Linked DNA regions of Rattus norvegicus: region 2 is linked to region 1. The links are chromatin contacts, called in public Hi-C maps. All regions are on one chromosome and are shown on one strand. The core of a region is the stretch at or near the end of the contact, and the rest is flanking DNA. Distances in the headings are between cores, read along the strand shown. Region 1 holds the start of Dnaaf2 (dynein, axonemal, assembly factor 2). Region 2 holds the start of Vcpkmt (valosin containing protein lysine methyltransferase).

Region 1 (3,487 bases), core at 601-3,100:
CCCAATACCACTCTCGCCAAAGTCCGTGGCTCTCTGGAGATTTTGCCAGTACTATGACAGCATTGTTTAAAGAAATGCTAATCGCAGGTTCTTTGGTACTCAACTTATTTTCCGGAGCAAACTGCAAAGTGAAGGAGTAACCTGAGTCTTGTGTGGAGAAGCACAGTTCGTAACTGAAGGGACTCAGATCCCCGTGAAGACTTTGCGGCTGAATCCCAGGCACTTGGATGAGCAAAGTCAAGGAGTCTTCATCCTGATTACACTGTAAAGGAGGGCACAAGGGTTTGATGCTCTCCGTTCCCGGGCCACCCATGTCTGAGCCCGAGGTGTCGTGGCAGGTCCCCTCCTGTTCCTCACTAGTCTGGACACTGAGGTCTCCGTACACTCCCGATCTTTCCGCAAGGGATTCAGCGTCGCCGCTCTGGAAAGCAGAATAAAGGAGGCTTCGGTTCTCAGGAGTTGTCCCTTCCCCGGGGCCTAGTGGTGTCACTGAGTCCCCTCCGAAGTCCTGCTCCGGCTCGGGAACGAGCTCCCCTTCAGCTTTTGCAGTCCCGGCATCTGGGGCTACCACACAGCTCTTTCTCCCGTGGTCAGCTCCAGAACTATCTGCAGACTCTTCCCGAGCCCCGGCAAGATCGCCCGCGGAAGTGCAGGCTATATTGTCAGTTCCGGTCTCGGCCGTAGGCCCTTCCGGTGTCGTCGAGAAGTCCTGGCGCGCGACCGCCAGCGCCACCGGCAGCGTGACTACCAGCTGCCGCCGCGCCTTATTGTACTGTGCCCTGCCGCGGCCGTCGTCCACCGGGTACGGCAGCGAGAGCCGCAGTCGGTAGTCGGGGTTTCTGGAATCTAGGCACAGCAGCTTCCCCTTCACCTCCAGCTCCGCCCGCTCGGCCGAGCGCAGCAGCGGCAGCTCGATGGTGACCACCAACTCGTGCGGCACGGTGCTTGGGGCCGCGTCGCGCGAGCAACGGTAATCCTGGAGGTCCACGTGGTGGCGCTGCACCACGGAGCAGCGCGGTTCGGTGGGCTCCGGGCGCTGCACAGCCTTGGGAGCCGGGGACGCGGGCGAGCGGGCGGTGCTCTCCGCAGCCGCGGGGTAATGGTACGGGTATGGTGGGTACGGGAGAAGCCCTGGCAGCTCCCCCTCGGGCTGAGCCCGGACGCCCTCGGGAAGGGGCGTGCGGAGCACTGCGGCCTCCGGCGTCCCCTTGTACTTGATCTTCAGGGTCTTGGCGTTCCTGCGGTCCAGCCTGACGCCGAACTGCTGCTCCACCGCCTCCAGGGCCGTGGCGTCCAGCATTTCGCGGAAGCGCTCGTGGCTCCTGGCCAGCGCAAGCGCTTCCGGGTGGAAGACCACGTCGTAGACGGTGTAGCGATTACCGTTGCGGCCCGCATACTGGCGGCCCGGGGCCAGGCTATAGGGCAGGGACCAGTGGCTGCCGGCCGCCGTGCCGCCACGCCCGGGGCCTGGCCGGCTGCTGGGCGCGCCTACCAGTGAGTTGCTGCACACGTTGACGAAGCAGCGATGCTCCCCGTCTAAGCTGGTACGCAGCACGTGGCCCGGCTCAGGGTGCACGAACCGCACCTCCACCCCACGCTCCCTCTCCAGTGCTGTGATCTCCTCCTCGTAGCGCCTCCGGTTCTCAGGGTCCGTGATCTCCGCGGCGTAGTCGGAGAACATTCGGCGGAACTCTGGGTCCTGAAAAGCGGAGGTAAGCCGTTGCACCTCCTCTCCGCTCAGATCCAAGTCTTCCAGCGCTGAAGAGGCTGCCGTCTTGGCCATGGTGACCCACGCGGCCCCTCACCCAGACCCAGTGAAGAATCAACGTGAACCGAGTGTCTAGGATGCGCTTCAGAGTCAGGTTCATGAGGAACTGACCAGCTCAGAAAGGTAACGGCTGAATTATCAGGGCAGCGCGTGCTTTGTTGCCATGGTAACACCCAGGAGGAGGGGCAGTGATCTAGTGGAAATTGCTAGAAATAGGCTCCCCTGTTCCGTGCTTTAAACTACTGCGTCAGGATACGTGTGTTTTGCAGTCTGTCATGGTAATTGTCCTCGTTTTCAGCGCTGTGGCTGTGTCTTATTAACTGTTTAATTTCACAGACAAGTGAGAAGTTTTCTAGCCAAGGCTACAATTCTCAAACCTAACTTTATCTGACTCTTTGCACTTTGCAGAACCAATGTTTAAGCCCTTTCCATTTTCAGGTATTTCACCTCATAGTTGTCCCTCAGAAACCCTTGGGGGCAAAAAAATGACTCCCCAAGCAGATCCCAGAGCCCAGTAAGCACTGGAAAGGTGTTCACTTTTTGTAATGTAAATGTCAGATCTCATAAATCACTTAGCAAAATTATAGACTTTGTCCTGATCAATTTCCCTGGGTTGAGAATAGAATTATAACTTCACTTATTTTTTTTAAACCACATATCCTTAGATTGATTCTGTCGTCTCTAACAGTGCTCCACAAGGAACTAATGCAGCAGACACTGTAGTTAGATAATGGAGTTTTAGCGCCAGACTATAGAAACTTTGTTTTGTTATAGGGCTAGGTGTGGGACCCAGGACGTCCCACCTGTGGCATGAGCTCTACCCTGAGCTATCCCAGAGTATGGTTATGTACTGATAGCTGGTCAGTCCCACACCGGTTTTGTCTGTGCAGCATTTAGCAGTTTACACTGGCATTACTTCAATAACAAGAGCTTTTCCTGGCTTCTCTCTTAACTCATCCTTTTTTGTGGAAGGGAATGTCACAGAACCAAACCCAGGGCTTGACACGTACAAGACAAGCATTCTCTCCCCCAAGCTGCAGGCCTTCCTCTGTTCGATTTTAAGTAGAGTGTCCCAAGACTTGGATGGCATCTCATCTCCGACAGGCCATCTCTTTCACAAATTAAATATATATACTTGGCCAGAGCAGTGACTCACACCGTTAACCCAGCACTCAGAGGCACAGGCAGGAGGATCTGAGTTCCTGGCCAGCCTGGAAGCAAGTTCCAGAAAAATCGAGGCTACACAAAGAAACCCTGCCTTGGAAAACCAAAACAAGTAAATGAAACTCAAATAACCAACTTCTGTTTCACATTCTAAACTCTAGACTCGTCCAACTGTCCATCGGATGTCTCCATTTGAGTAATGGAGCTTGAAAGGGCTGGAAATGGACTCCTTGCCTTGGTTTCCTCTCTCATTTTCAGTACTGAATTCTCGTAATTTTCTGTCCTTGCCCTTCATCTGTCACAGCTTCCCTGTACACGGGCGTCACCAGTGCGTCTCCTCTTCCCTCTTAAATGTCATCGGGTGCTTAAATGTCCGATTCAGATGCTCACTGCTTCCTCTACCTATGTGGATAAGTTAATGTACTTCTGCAATTTTATCATTGTTATACACGCATGCATTTGCCACAAACGCATGTGTGGGTCAGAAGACAACTTCTGGGAGTGTGTCTCCCAGTGTGCGTTCCGGGAATGGCACTTGGGTGGTGAGGCTTGTGC
Region 2 (3,603 bases), core at 662-3,161, 370 kb after region 1:
TTAGAAGTCTAATTACATTTCATCTAAGTTAATGTGGTATTTAAACACAATTTATTCATAATTGTGAATAATTATGAACAGTTTATAAATAAAATTTATAAATCAACAATTTATTCTACAAGTCAGCCCGACCCTAAAGGTTGGCTTGGAATTGAACTTGGATCCTCTGGAAGAAGTGTGTGCTCTTAACTGCTGACCCAAATTTGAAGGTCAGATGGCTCAAGGCATTAATTTAAAACTAAGTACTGCCCAACACTGAGTAAACTAATATGTAAAGAAAACCATTCCACAAGTCTATTAAAATCTTGACAGAGAATTAACTAATTAATTTTGGAGTCTCATCTGTGATCCATGCTGGCCTAGCATTTATGACAATCAGAAGTGCTGGGACTCTAGGAGTGAGCCAATTTGCATCTTAACTAATTTTCAATGTCATGGTTAGCAGTCAATGGGAAAGGTAAGAAAAAAAAGGAAAGAAAAAACAAATGAACAAACAGAAGGTATCTTAGTTTTCCAGAATTTATCCAAACCGGAAAATCCTTTTAAAGTTTTACAAAAAGCCTCCAAACCACCACTCACAGGCCTGTATGCTTATCCTGAATTGTAAGATTGTGTTGCCCTTGATAATTTGTCTTCTCTTACTTGCCTCATCACCTACAGAAAAATATCCCACACCTGGAGGTGTGAAACTACGGAGAGCTGTGGGCTTCAGGACAACACAGTTCAACTACTAGCTGGCTTCATACTCACCTCCTCATAGTATATGCAGTCCGCCATTAATATGTAGTCTGGTGACATCAAGTCTTCTATGTCATCACCCCTTAAAAATGTCAAACATATGTCTTTAACTGATGCTCTGACGACTTAAAGTGTTCATTTTAGAAACGAAAAGCAGAAACTTTCCATCATATTAAGCATGCGTTGTGCAAAATGCCATTTAAAGCACAAGTAAGCGGTTATCTTAAAACAAGCTGAAAGGCCATACAAACCATTTCAGTACCTTGGCTTGAACAGAACCAGTCACAAGATGCTTGTTCATATTAATATTCATTTTCAGCAAGTCTTGTAGCTCCTCAAGATCAGTGACTATAACATCTGCCCTAAAAAACAACCTCGATTGAGGTACAGGCGCACGGCTGCACGCCGGTGACCTGACGCCTTCCCGCCGGTGAACTGATGCCTTCCCGCCAGCTCTTACCCGAGGGTCGCAGCCATGAGCCCCACGGCCCCCGTGCCGGAACCCAGTTCCAGCACCGAGCGCCGACTCAGAGCGTGGGCCCCATCGCCAGAAAACCCCGGCGTCTCCAGGTATTTGGCAAGGACGATGGCGGCGTCCCACACAACGCAACCCACGCCTCCGGAGCCGTACTGCTGCAGTCGAAGCGCGGTCCCATCTCGCTTCTCCAGAACCCGCACAAAGCTCCAGAGCGGATCCTCCACCTCCGGCTCCACGACGGACGGTATTCCCGCTCCTCGGCGGACGATATTCCAGCTCCTGCCCGCCACAGGCTGCGGTACGTGCTGACGTCACGCTCACGCAGGACCCGTACTTCCCAGCGGCAAAGCGGTTGTTCAAAGCGCATGCGTGACTCTCAAAGCCCGGAAGGCGGTAGAAACCCGCAGAATCTACCTGGGAGTGGCCCAGCTGCCTGCTACTTTGATCAGCTCTTTAAGCGCTCTTTAAGCAAACGACAGTGCTTTTTCCATAGCTCACTCACAGCTGTTGACTATAAATCTAGGCAGCTACCCAGGTCCTACCAAAAATGGTTACATTCAAGAAGTTTTTGTACTGTGCTTCTTTGTTATATGAGTGCATAAAAGTGGTGGCTTGGAACGTGCTACTTGCTTTTAACTGAAAAGAAAGGTTAATCCTCTAACATTTAAATCCCACAGAGCCAAAAGATGACCAGTAAGACCAAGTACCTGAGTTCCAGGACTCAGATAGTAGGAGAGACCTGCATGTTGGCTTGACTTTCCAATTGGATCTCTGGTATGCAACACACACACACACACACACACACACACACACACACACACACACACACGATAAGATATTCATTTTTCTACATTTCTTTCAGCTTTGTTGTTTTTTGTTTTCAGGATGGTCTTCTGGTATGCAACACACACACACACACACACACACACACACACGATAAGATATTCATTTTTCTACATTTCTTTCAGCTTTGTTGTTTTTTGTTTTCAGGATGGTCTTCTGGTATGCAACACACACACACACACACACACACACACACACACACACACGATAAGATATTCATTTTTCTACATTTCTTTCAGCTTTGTTGTTTTTTGTTTTCAGGATGGTCTTCTGTATCCCAAGTAGGTTCAAACTCTCCAAGTAGTTGAGTCTCGCTTTGAACTTCAGTGCTTCAGTCTTTAATCTCCCAAGTGCTGCGATTACAGGTGTTCCCCACTACACCCAGCTTCTTCTAGTTCTTTGTGATAAAAACGACATTGCAAGTCTTTTACAAATTAAGACTGAGGTGATTTATTAACCTTGTTAAGAACTCTGATGCAAAGCACAGTAGAAGGCCACAGACCAGTAGATAAACAACATGGCTTTTGGCTACTTTACAATGGGGGCTACTGCACTATCAGCACAACATACGTTGATCACTTTGAACGAGAGTATCCAAATGGGAAAAGCTTTATCCTGTCTGATTAAAAAAAAAATTTAATAAAGCTTTTAAAGTATTTTCTGTTTAAATATTACTAATCTGGAAAAACTTTAAAAATTTCAGTTAACACGAGATTAAAGACAGTTAATAGGTGTGAAGACAAGGCAGATGGCAGTTGGTTCTTATGCCATAAGAAACTTTTGTTCTGGACTTACAAATTAGTAAAATAGCAGATTGTATTATAGGCCTCAAGTCACTTACATTTATATAGGTTATTAGCATTTTCTTTAAATATATACAATATAAATAAACTGTACATATATGGCATATTAATTTTGTTTTCCCAAACAATAGGCAAATCATTAGCTAAAGACACCACACACTGCAAAACAAAAGGCACATCTTAATGAGATACATGCCCTTCTGTAATCAGGTTATACAGAGTTGTTTATAATCTTACCAAAATAATAAACACAGTGCATTCTATTATTTCATTCTATTTTCCGTTTTGTCTTCAGCAGCAAATACTGACATTTAAGACATGGCCTCAAAGAGTTTAAGAACAGTGGGTATTATTCATAATTCTCCTAGATGTAAAAACCAAACGAAGTTAAAAGCTAGAAGGTGGTCAGAGGGTTAAAAACCAGTAATACCACCACACATCCTCTGGATCTGCGTAAATTCATTGTCTTAAAAAGGCATCTATCACTCAGGCCTGAGAGCTCCCTCGAGGCTAGCCCCTGTCAGTGCAGTCAGAAACGTTCTCAGCCATGTTCTAGCAGAGTACAGTGCAATACAGATTCGTTATACTGGCCTTGGGCAGCACGGAGGAGCTGATCAGGCAGTGCTACTGATCCCCTGAGGGCCACGGTGAGGAGGGGCTTTTGCATTTTAGTATTTCAGATTCTTTTCTTTTTGTTTTGGTTTTGACTTTTTGAGACAAGGTTTTTCTGTGTAGCCCTGG

Evidence for each region. A called contact is a pair of places that touch in the nucleus more often than the background predicts.
Region 2: a contact with region 1 is called in a Hi-C map of liver, with 4 times the contacts expected there. The contact joins the promoter of Vcpkmt here to the promoter of Dnaaf2 in region 1. A contact is called at or near these places in 6 of 12 Hi-C or Micro-C datasets (the Rat2 cell line, Schwann cells, frontal cortex and 3 more).

The regions. Positions count from the first base shown.
Region 1 is chr6:93,404,473-93,407,959 of GRCr8, forward strand. Dnaaf2 (dynein, axonemal, assembly factor 2) reads right to left here and starts at 1,851. Exons shown (of 3, transcript NM_001014197.4): 1 at 1-1,851. The coding sequence starts at 1,783. It also overlaps a transcript of Klhdc1 not described here.
Region 2 is chr6:93,776,489-93,780,091 of GRCr8, forward strand. It overlaps Vcpkmt (valosin containing protein lysine methyltransferase), which reads right to left and starts at 1,912. Exons shown (of 5, transcript XM_063262661.1): 1 at 1,199-1,912; 2 at 990-1,095; 3 at 751-820. The coding sequence starts at 1,051. Sos2 (SOS Ras/Rho guanine nucleotide exchange factor 2) reads right to left here. Exons shown (of 23, transcript NM_001135561.1): 23 at 2,483-3,603.